Linked DNA regions of Sus scrofa: region 1 is linked to region 2. The links are chromatin contacts, called in public HiChIP or PLAC-seq maps. All regions are on one chromosome and are shown on one strand. Each heading gives the region's core, a stretch centred on a gene start, on an enhancer-like site or on the middle of the called end of the contact. The rest is flanking DNA. Distances are from core to core; before and after follow the strand shown. Region 1 holds the start of FAM177A1 (family with sequence similarity 177 member A1). Region 2 holds the start of CFL2 (cofilin 2).

Region 1 (4,251 bases), core at 1,739-4,238, 280 kb after region 2:
CCGAGCCGCATCTGCAACCTACACCACAGCTCACAGCAACGCCGGATCGTTAACCCACTGAGCAAGGGCAGGGACCGAACCCGCAACCTCATGGTTCCTAGTCGGATTCGTTAACCAGTGCGCCACGACGGGAACTCCCTCTCTGTTTTTCTGTTGCTATAGTTGTTCGCTTGCAAAAGACCACTCTCTCTCTTTTTTTTTTTTTTTTGGTCTTTTGAGGGTTGTACCCATGGCATATGGAGGCATCCAGGCTAAGGGTTGAATTGGAGCTGTAGCTGCGGGCCTATGCCATAGCCACAGCAACTCGGGATCTGAGCTGCATCTGCTACCTACACCACAGCTCATGGCAACACCGGATCCTTAATCCACTGAGCAAGGCCAGGGTTAGAATTGAGTCCTCATGTTTACTAGTCAGATTCTTTTCTGCTGAGCTACGACAGGAACTCTCAATAGACTGCCTCTTTAATTGCATATTTGTGTTAAAAAATAACTTCCTAGGAAATACTTCTGGTTCATGTTGGAATGTGACTTGCATCTTGCTTTTTTTTTTAAGGCCCCACCTGCGGCATATGGAGGTTCTCAGGCTAGAGGTAGAATCAGAGCTACAGCTACTTCAGCCTACACCATAGCCACAGCAACACCAGTTCCAAGCTGCGTTTGCAATCCACACCACAGCTCAAGGCAACGCCAGATCCTTAACCCACTGAGCAAGGTCAGGGATCGAACCTGCATCCTCTTGGATCCTAGTCGGGTTTGTTATCCGTTGAGCCACAATGGGAACTCCATGACTTGGATTTTGAATTTTCAGTAAACTGAGAAATGTACTCATAAACCATGAAAATAAGTTCTGCTTCAGCAGTGAAAGTTGAAATTTGATGTTTAATTGCCAATTTGCAAAATAAAATCATGCATTTATAAACATTCCACTAATTTTTAATGATAAAAGCTGTTGATTACCCTTCTTGCCAGTAAGAGGAAAGGGATTTTGAGCACATGTAATGTAGAGCCATTTTATTTATGAAAGCCAATTCATGAAGCCTTTAACAATTGGTTCTTTATTTTTCTTTTCAATTTATTACAGAGTTTGTTTTTGCTGTTTTGGATTGTCTCAATCCCTTGCTAATGCCAGCAAACAGCACCAGATCATGTTACTAAAATTTGTGTGCATTAGCAACACACTAATTTGATTTTATTACCAGAATATAGACTAAGAATTTCCACACAATTTAAAAAATATAGATGGCTTTCAAATAACTTTTTGTTTTTAAGGTTTTTGGTTTGGTTTTTAGGTTGTCATAGTTAGATGCAGGATAGAAAGTATACAAAAATATTAAGCAGAGAGTAAGGAAAAAGAACTTTTGCACAGGAGAGAAAGGAATAGTTAAGGTTGTAGGGGTCTTGGTCCTGCTGGTGCCATGCTGAATAGAAGATATTCTAGGCCATAACCTTGGGGAGAATTTATCAACTTTGGCATGAAAATGGAATTTAAAGTATCAAATGAAGCTCCTTCTCCATGGCCAAAATGATGTATTTGACTTTCGACCTCTGCAACTAGTGAAAATTGTGTGAAAACTCTCATACTAAAACTACAATAAACGCCCAACTAGTTTTTTATTTTTATTTTATTTTTATTTTTATTTTATTTTTTTTGTCTTTTTGCCATTTCTTGGGCCGCTCCCACTGCATATGGAGGTTCTCAGGCTAGGGGTTGAATCGTAGCTGCAGCCACCGGCCTACGTCAGAGCCACAGCAACGCTGGATCCGAGCCGCATCTGCAACCTACACCACAGCTCACGGCAACGCCGGATCGTTAACCCACTGAGCAAGGGCAGGGATCCAACCCCCAACCTCGTGGTTCCTAGTCGGATTCATTAACCACTGCGCCACGACGGGAACTCCAATCATGGCTTTTTAATTTGGTTGAACATTGGGAAAAAATTGGAAAAGTCTGAAATGTTCCTTCTTACACACAAAACCCCCTAAATAGATAATACATCATTCCTCACATTCGTTAACACAGAAGTTTGCTGCTACTCTTTGTTCTCCTTCAGGTCTCACTTAATTTTTTCTAGAGTGACATATACTTAAGTACTTCAGACAAAGGTAAACCAAATTCGCCTTTGAGTTTCTTTCTTTTTTTGTCTTTTTAGGGCCGCTCCCGCGGCATATGGAGGTTCCCAGGCTAGGGGTCTAATCGGAGCTGTAGCTGCTGGCCTATGCCGGCGCCACAGCAGCCCCAGATCCAACCCGCGTCTGCAACCTACACCACAGCTCATGGCAACGCCGGATCCTTAACCCACTGAGCAAGGCCAGGGATCAAACCCACAACGTCATGGTTCCTAATGGGATTCTTAACCATTGAGCCACGATGGGAACTCCTGGGGTTCTTATTTCAAGGTATTTTGGCTAGACTATCATCCATGTAAGAAATGGAAAACTTAGCATGAGCCGTTTATTAAATTTTTTTTTTTCAAAGATATGTTTGGGTCACTTTGCTGTAAGCAGAAATTGGCACAACATTGTAAGTCAACTACACTATAATAAAAAAAGATTTTCGAGTGCAAAAAGAAAAAATTTTTTTCAGCAACCACATCTCATCACAAGCCTTTGAAGCACCCTACGCAGCTGTTCTCATGAGTGCAGAAGCCAAGGCCTGGGAGGTGACTGCCCAGGATGCATCTGATGAGTGGCTGCGCGGAAATCCCAAAGCCTGGCCTCTAGGTTCAGGTACGAGCTATGACGTCACTGGTGGTGCCAGGCAGCAAGCTCCGGACGTGGGCCGGGCCGGATATGGTACTGCAGAAGGCCCCGCCCCGCAGGAGCCATTTGTTGCGCGGTTCAGACAGCCCTCAGTTAGAGCCCCTGTGTCGCGCCTGCGGGGCGGGGCGCCTGTGGGCCCCGCCCCTCAGGCCGGCCCCACCTCAAGGCCGCCCCGCCCCTCCCGCAGTGGTGAGCTCGGGCGCGGCGCGAGGCGGGCGCTAGGGGTGAGTTTTACTTCCTGACAGCGGGCTAGGACGGCGCCTGGGAGGGGAGGCGGAGGATGGAAGTGGGCTTATCGGCCGTGACCTTGTATCTCGCCAGCGCCAGCAGTCCTGCGGCGGCGACAATGATGGACCGGGAGCCAGTGAACCGGGAGGAGGGAGGAGAAGCAGTGGGTGTCTCCGGAGCTGCGGCCGCCTCGGCGTTCAGGGAATCGTCTCGGCAGGTAGGTGGGGCTGCGCAGGGTTGCCGCGACGCTGAGGCTGAGGCCAGGAGAGCCCAGCCGCCTGTCTGCCTCGTCCACCCGCAGCTTTTGGCCTGCCCGGCCTTCCTCGTAGCAGGCCGTCCGCCGGGGGTGCGTTTCGAGACTCCTCTTCGCGGTATCCCCGCCTCTGCTCCGAGCATCTGCTTGAGGGAAGGGGCAGACGTTTCTGCAGTCGGATCGCTGCTTGGCAACCCCTGCACTGACAGCCCCGCTGACTCTGGGGTGGCCTAGTGTTTAGAGGGGTTACGTTGCAGCTTCAGGTCTGCTAGCGAGAGAAAGAAGGCGTGTCCCCGAAAGGCTGTCCTTTAGCTGGAAGCCAGGTGACGCTGGCTAAAATCATTTCTCAGTCTCTCGTTGTGGGAGGGCCTGACTTGACATCTGCCCTTTGGTTAGCTAATAGCAACTACGTGCTGTGCATTTACAGGCTCCTCCCCCACTCCCCAATCCTTACAACTTGTGCTTGAGGCGGGCGTTCACCCCCATTTCACCAGAAGGGTAACTATGGCTCAGAGCCGCGCTCTCCAATAGACGTACAATGCCAGCCGCATTGTAAATTGTACATTTTCTAGTAGCCACATTAAAAAAGTAAAAAGAAACCGGTGAACGTAATTTTAATATTCAATTTTATGTAACCCAATTTATTAGAACATTTCAACATGTAGTTAATATGAACTGAAATTAATTTTATATTTTAACCCAATTTGTCAAAAAAACATTTCAACATGTAATTTAATATGAAAGTTATCGATGAGAAATTTCACATTCTCTCTGCTTTCTAGTCTTTGAAATCCTTTGTGTATTTCAACACATCTCAGTTTATTTTAGCCGCGTTTCAAGTGAGCATTAGCCACATGTGGCTGCTGGTTACTGTATTGGACAGCATAAGTTTAGGGAGTTATGTTATGTTTGGAGGCTTATTTTATTTTGGATTTGGTAATCAGAAGTAGTAGTGTGGGATCTTCGGCCAAGTAAAACTAATGAAAAAATGGCTTTATCTGAAACCAGCT
Region 2 (4,697 bases), core at 1,306-3,805:
CAGTTTTGCCATTTGTGGATAACTATGACAAGATACAAAAGCATGTGTTTGCCATAAATAGCTCTGGCTAACAGCAAACTGCTCACAGTGAGCAGATCAAATTCTCTATAAGGAGAGCTGTCTGGATCACAGCCAAACCCCACTACTAATGTTTAAGACAGCTATATCATTTTTCCCCCAATTTATGAAATATATTAAGAAATAGTAGCTGAAATGAAAATTCCTAAACATGAGAAGTATTGTTAACCTTTTGAAGGACAACATTTTACAAATTATTTTATGACTAAATACGCAGTAAGAGCTCCCTGCTTCTTCTACTACTCAACTTAGAAATGTAAACGTGAATTAAAAAATAACTACCCTAACTTATCCAGAGAACAAATCAGATATTAAAGAGTATTTATGTCAAAGTGCAAAAAAATAATTCCTGATCATATTAACACATAAGGAAATAAATAACTAAAGCTTGTAAAAGTACCCTTCTATAATAATAATAATTTATATTAATTGGATTTAGGATAGAATATTTTTTTAAACCAAATATGCCCAACAAACTGGAAAATATCATGCATGAATATTGTACAAAAAAATTCTTAAATGACCAGTGCAGAGATTAATAATAGCTGTTTATCCTAGGAGTTGCTTCACATGGTATTTTGCAAAATGTCCAAGGAAAACAAGGCAACATTCTGTAATATGCCACAATTTTTATTGCAACGTGGCCATTTTTGTGAGGGTGGGGAGTTGATCTCAAAAACAATGTTCCATTTAAGGCTCTTTTATACAGAAATTGCCATCATGACTGATATTCAAAATATCTTTAGTGTTGCAAGACTTACATACTTACATGGTAAACATAAAACTCCTACACTTATTCAGTAGTGTATACTCAATGGAAAACAAAAAGGCATTAATAATTGCTATTTCTTTTAGGAAGATTCGCAGGTAACAGGAATGAACACTGAGGTACTAGGATAAGCTGATGACACAGTTAGCACAACTTAATTGGCATTCCTTTTGAGGTGGGAGATTAAACTCATTACAAAAAAAGTGCTTTCAATGCATAGTGTTATATCCGTGCTGCCAAGTCACAAAAAATAGGCTTGCCAAGGCAGGTGAGGTGTATGAATGCTCGAGCCTCACAGAACTGCGATCAAGTGCAACTATAAATAATACTGAATAAAGTTTACCATCTTACCAGTGGATAATGCTTTCAAGGCATTCAATTAGCTTAACCCTTTGCAGTATTCTAAACTATTCACATTGACAATCACATTCATTGTAGTGCTTGCTGCAAGGGAGGCATGTAATCAGTTGTTTTGGCTAAAATATGAGGGGAAGGCATTCCTTGGGTTCTACATAAAAGTAACAGTATTAAACAGTCTAATGGCAATCACTGATAGGCTGCTTACATGAATGGTATTTCCTTCATTCACTGTGTTGGAAGGACCCAGTGGGAAAAAGAAGAAAGAAAAAAAAAAAACAAAAAACACCTAATACTATTCCAATCGACTGAGCTGGAGAAATGGAAGCTCCTTAAGATCCGGATGGCACTTGACTGTCATTTTATAAGGGTTTTCCTTCAAGTGAAACGACTACGTTGCCTCCCAATTTCTCTCCAAGTGTTGAACGGTCCTTTATATCGTCCAAGCCATTTACTTGCCACTCATGTTTAATACCTAAAAAGAAAACACATTACCCCATTACTTTATCATTACTAAGAAAGAGCAGTTCCTCTGTACAAAATATTCAATGTCTGTACCTGTAAATTTCTTTTTAATGGCATCTTTAGAGCTAGCATAAATCATCTTGCTTTTTAAAGGTGCACTTTCAGGAGCCCTATAGGGAAGAAAGAAAAAAACTGTTGACTCCCACTTAAGAGAAAAACAAAGGCAAAACTGACTCTGTTAATAACAATCCTTGCATTTTAAAAGTACTTTTTTCTTTTGTTTTTACACACCAGAATATAAATACTAGGTCTTCTTTCTTAGACTCTTTTGTTTCGTATGTGGCATCGTACAAAGCATATCGGCAATCATTCAGAGGTAGCAACTTCACAAAAGATGTGTAGGGGTCCTCTACAGTATCACCAATGTCACCCACCAAGATCTGCTTTGCTTCCTCTACAATTATTTGTCTTTTGTCATCACTTAAACAGAAGAGAACTGCTTTCTTTCTTTTTTTGATCTCTTCTTGTGTAGAAGATTTCCTTACTTTCATGTCATTAAAAACTTTGATGACTTCATCATTCACTGTAACTCCAGAAGCCTGAAAATAAAGAAAGAAAAGCAATTCAGTGCACACATTTTGGTTTTAACCGAAATTACTGTTTGCCCAGGGAGGATTCACTTTAGTCTGGACATCGAAAATTGCATCATACCATGCAAGTAGTCCAATCAAATTTGCCACATTTTAAGTACCAGTCCTTGATGCACCTAAGGATTCTAACTCATCCTGCCCCATTCATCCTTCTTTTAAAAAGGGGTTTGGAGGTGAAGTAACTGGAAGGTAGAGGGAAAGGGACAAATACAGGCTGTCCCATCCCTGAAATGTTTCCTATTTCACTGGGTGATGTCAGAGCTTCAGGAACAGCAGCAAAAATACCTTCTGTATTGTGTCAACCCAGCAGGCCTTAAAAAAACACTTTTGGATTTCAGTTAATGCTTCTACTATTTTTTTCTTTAAAGTCATCCTAGCCAGTGCCGTTTCCTCATATGGAAAGAGAATCGAGTGTGAACTCCAAGCCGCCCACGGCTACAACATAATTGCCTCACAGCTCAAAGGCAGACACTTCACAACTAACGGATCGGATCGCGTGTAAAAAGCTTTTTACAGCGAGAAAGCATTTTTAAGAGTTTTCCCACCTCCTTAATCTCCCCCTAAGGGTTTTATGACAGGCCATCAAGACCCTCACCGAAAGCCTCCAGAAAGGGCTTTACAGCACGTACCAATTTGAGAGCTCGCGTGCGGGGTAAAATTAGGTAGCGGAAGGCAAAGGCGGCGAGAGGAGGCGGGGAGGGTGGGGAGGAAGCTCAGTGGACCCTCCGGCGCCCCCGGCCGCCGCCCCCCGGCCCAGGCTCCAGCCCCCGCCCCGCGCCCCCCGCCCCGCGCCCGGGCTCTCCCTGCCCCCAGGAATCCGGAGAGCGGCCGGGCAGGGCCTGACGGCGGGAGGGCAGGCCGGCTGGAAGAGAGCAGCGGGGCCGCAGCGCCCACCTTGGAGGCCAAAATCAGGTTAAAATGGCGGCCTCAGGCCCGAGGCCCGGCGGGGCCGCGCGGGGGTTTATGCTCGCCGTGCCCCGGCCCCCTTGGCCGCCGGGGTCCCCGGCCGGCGCTCCCGCCTTACCATAGTGCCCGCGGCTGAGACTGCGGCGGCGGCGGCGGCGGCGGCTCGGCTCCGGCTGTGTGGCGATGCGAGCAGAAGGAGGGGCGGGAGGCGGCGAGTGCGGGGCACGCCGGGAGTGCGGCCCGAGAGGCGGCGGCGACGGCTCGGGGGGCTGCGGCGCAGGCGGGGCGGTCACGTGGGCGCGCCCCTGGCCGGCCCTTCGGCCCCGCCCGCGTCCTCGACCTGACCCCGCTCGCGCCCTGCAGGCCCGGCTGCCGCGGTCGGGGCCCCGGGACCTGGCGAGGAGGCCTCTACCCCGGGGCACCAGTGGTCCGGTCCTCCAGCTCCCTGAGGGGTGTTTCTACACTGCTTCCCCGAGAGCGAGGGCGCGGGCGCGTCTGTGGGGAACCGCTCTCCGAGGTGGTCTCGCCTTCGCCTGCGGTTTCCACCGAAAGGAGCTGGATTCCTACGTTGTGGGTCTTTTTTAGAAAACCCCTTAAGAGATGGTGTGAATTGTTTAGATCTCCTTCCTCCAATTCAATGAGAATAAACACTATGGGGGGGTCCCCCCCGCAATTGATGGAATTAATGAGCAAAAACAAAATGACAAATAGAGACGGAGAAATCACTTTCCAAAAGTCTGCGTTTCAAATAATAATAGGGGGAAAATTGGGTAGTAACATTCCTTGGTAAAATTCTTTTATATATTAGACTTCGTAGGAAATGGATTGCACTCTGCTAGTAGTCGTTTCTTCCTGAGGCCCCAGCTACGACAGCTGGCGTCAATAAGTGGACCCAAGAGTAGAGATTCCTCCGTCTTGGCAACTGCAATCTCTTCTAGCAAAGCCCGTATAACGGAGCCAAGGCTCTTCTCTAAACCTTTTTGATACTTAAAATTATACATCGCATTTATCATAGAAAAAAATTGTCATTTTAGACATTGAAGAAATTTTTCATAAAGATTCAGTGCTTTGTAAGTTTATAGTGAAAATGTTTTAAATGAAACATTTTATGTGTTTATGTATAATAAAAGGAAGATTTAATAAAATATTTCATTACTTTGGGTTGATTTATGCTACCTTTTATCCTAACATTTATCATTTCTACCTTACTTTCTTCATTTGTAAAATTGGTAAAAATGAATTTAAAACTGATTAATGGTTGAACATATTTTGGAGTTCCCTGGTGACCTAGTGGTTAAGGATCAGGTATGTCACTGCTGTGCTTGTGTCACTGTGTGTCCCTGGCTGGGGAAGTGGGTGAGGCCAAGAAAAAAAAAAAGTTGAGGAGTTCCCGTCGTGGCACAGTGGTTAACGAATCCGACTAGGAACCATGAGGTTGCGGGTTCGGTCCCTGCCCTTGCTCAGTGGGTTAA

The links. HiChIP or PLAC-seq counts read pairs in DNA pulled down with a chosen protein or histone mark.
Region 1: a contact with region 2 is called in an H3K27ac HiChIP or PLAC-seq map of alveolar macrophages. The contact joins the promoter of FAM177A1 here to the promoter of CFL2 in region 2. A contact is called at or near these places in 1 of 5 promoter capture datasets (fetal liver) and 1 of 2 datasets of contacts at active chromatin or transcription factors (alveolar macrophages).

What each region holds. Positions count from the first base shown.
Region 1 is chr7:64,807,181-64,811,431 of Sscrofa11.1, reverse strand. It overlaps FAM177A1 (family with sequence similarity 177 member A1), which reads left to right and starts at 2,988. Exons shown (of 5, transcript NM_001190218.1): 1 at 2,988-3,205. The coding sequence starts at 3,041.
Region 2 is chr7:65,088,985-65,093,681 of Sscrofa11.1, reverse strand. CFL2 (cofilin 2) reads right to left here and starts at 2,555. Exons shown (of 4, transcript NM_001025215.1): 1 at 2,381-2,555; 2 at 1,961-2,268; 3 at 1,763-1,839; 4 at 231-1,679. The coding sequence starts at 2,383. The coding sequence ends at 1,567.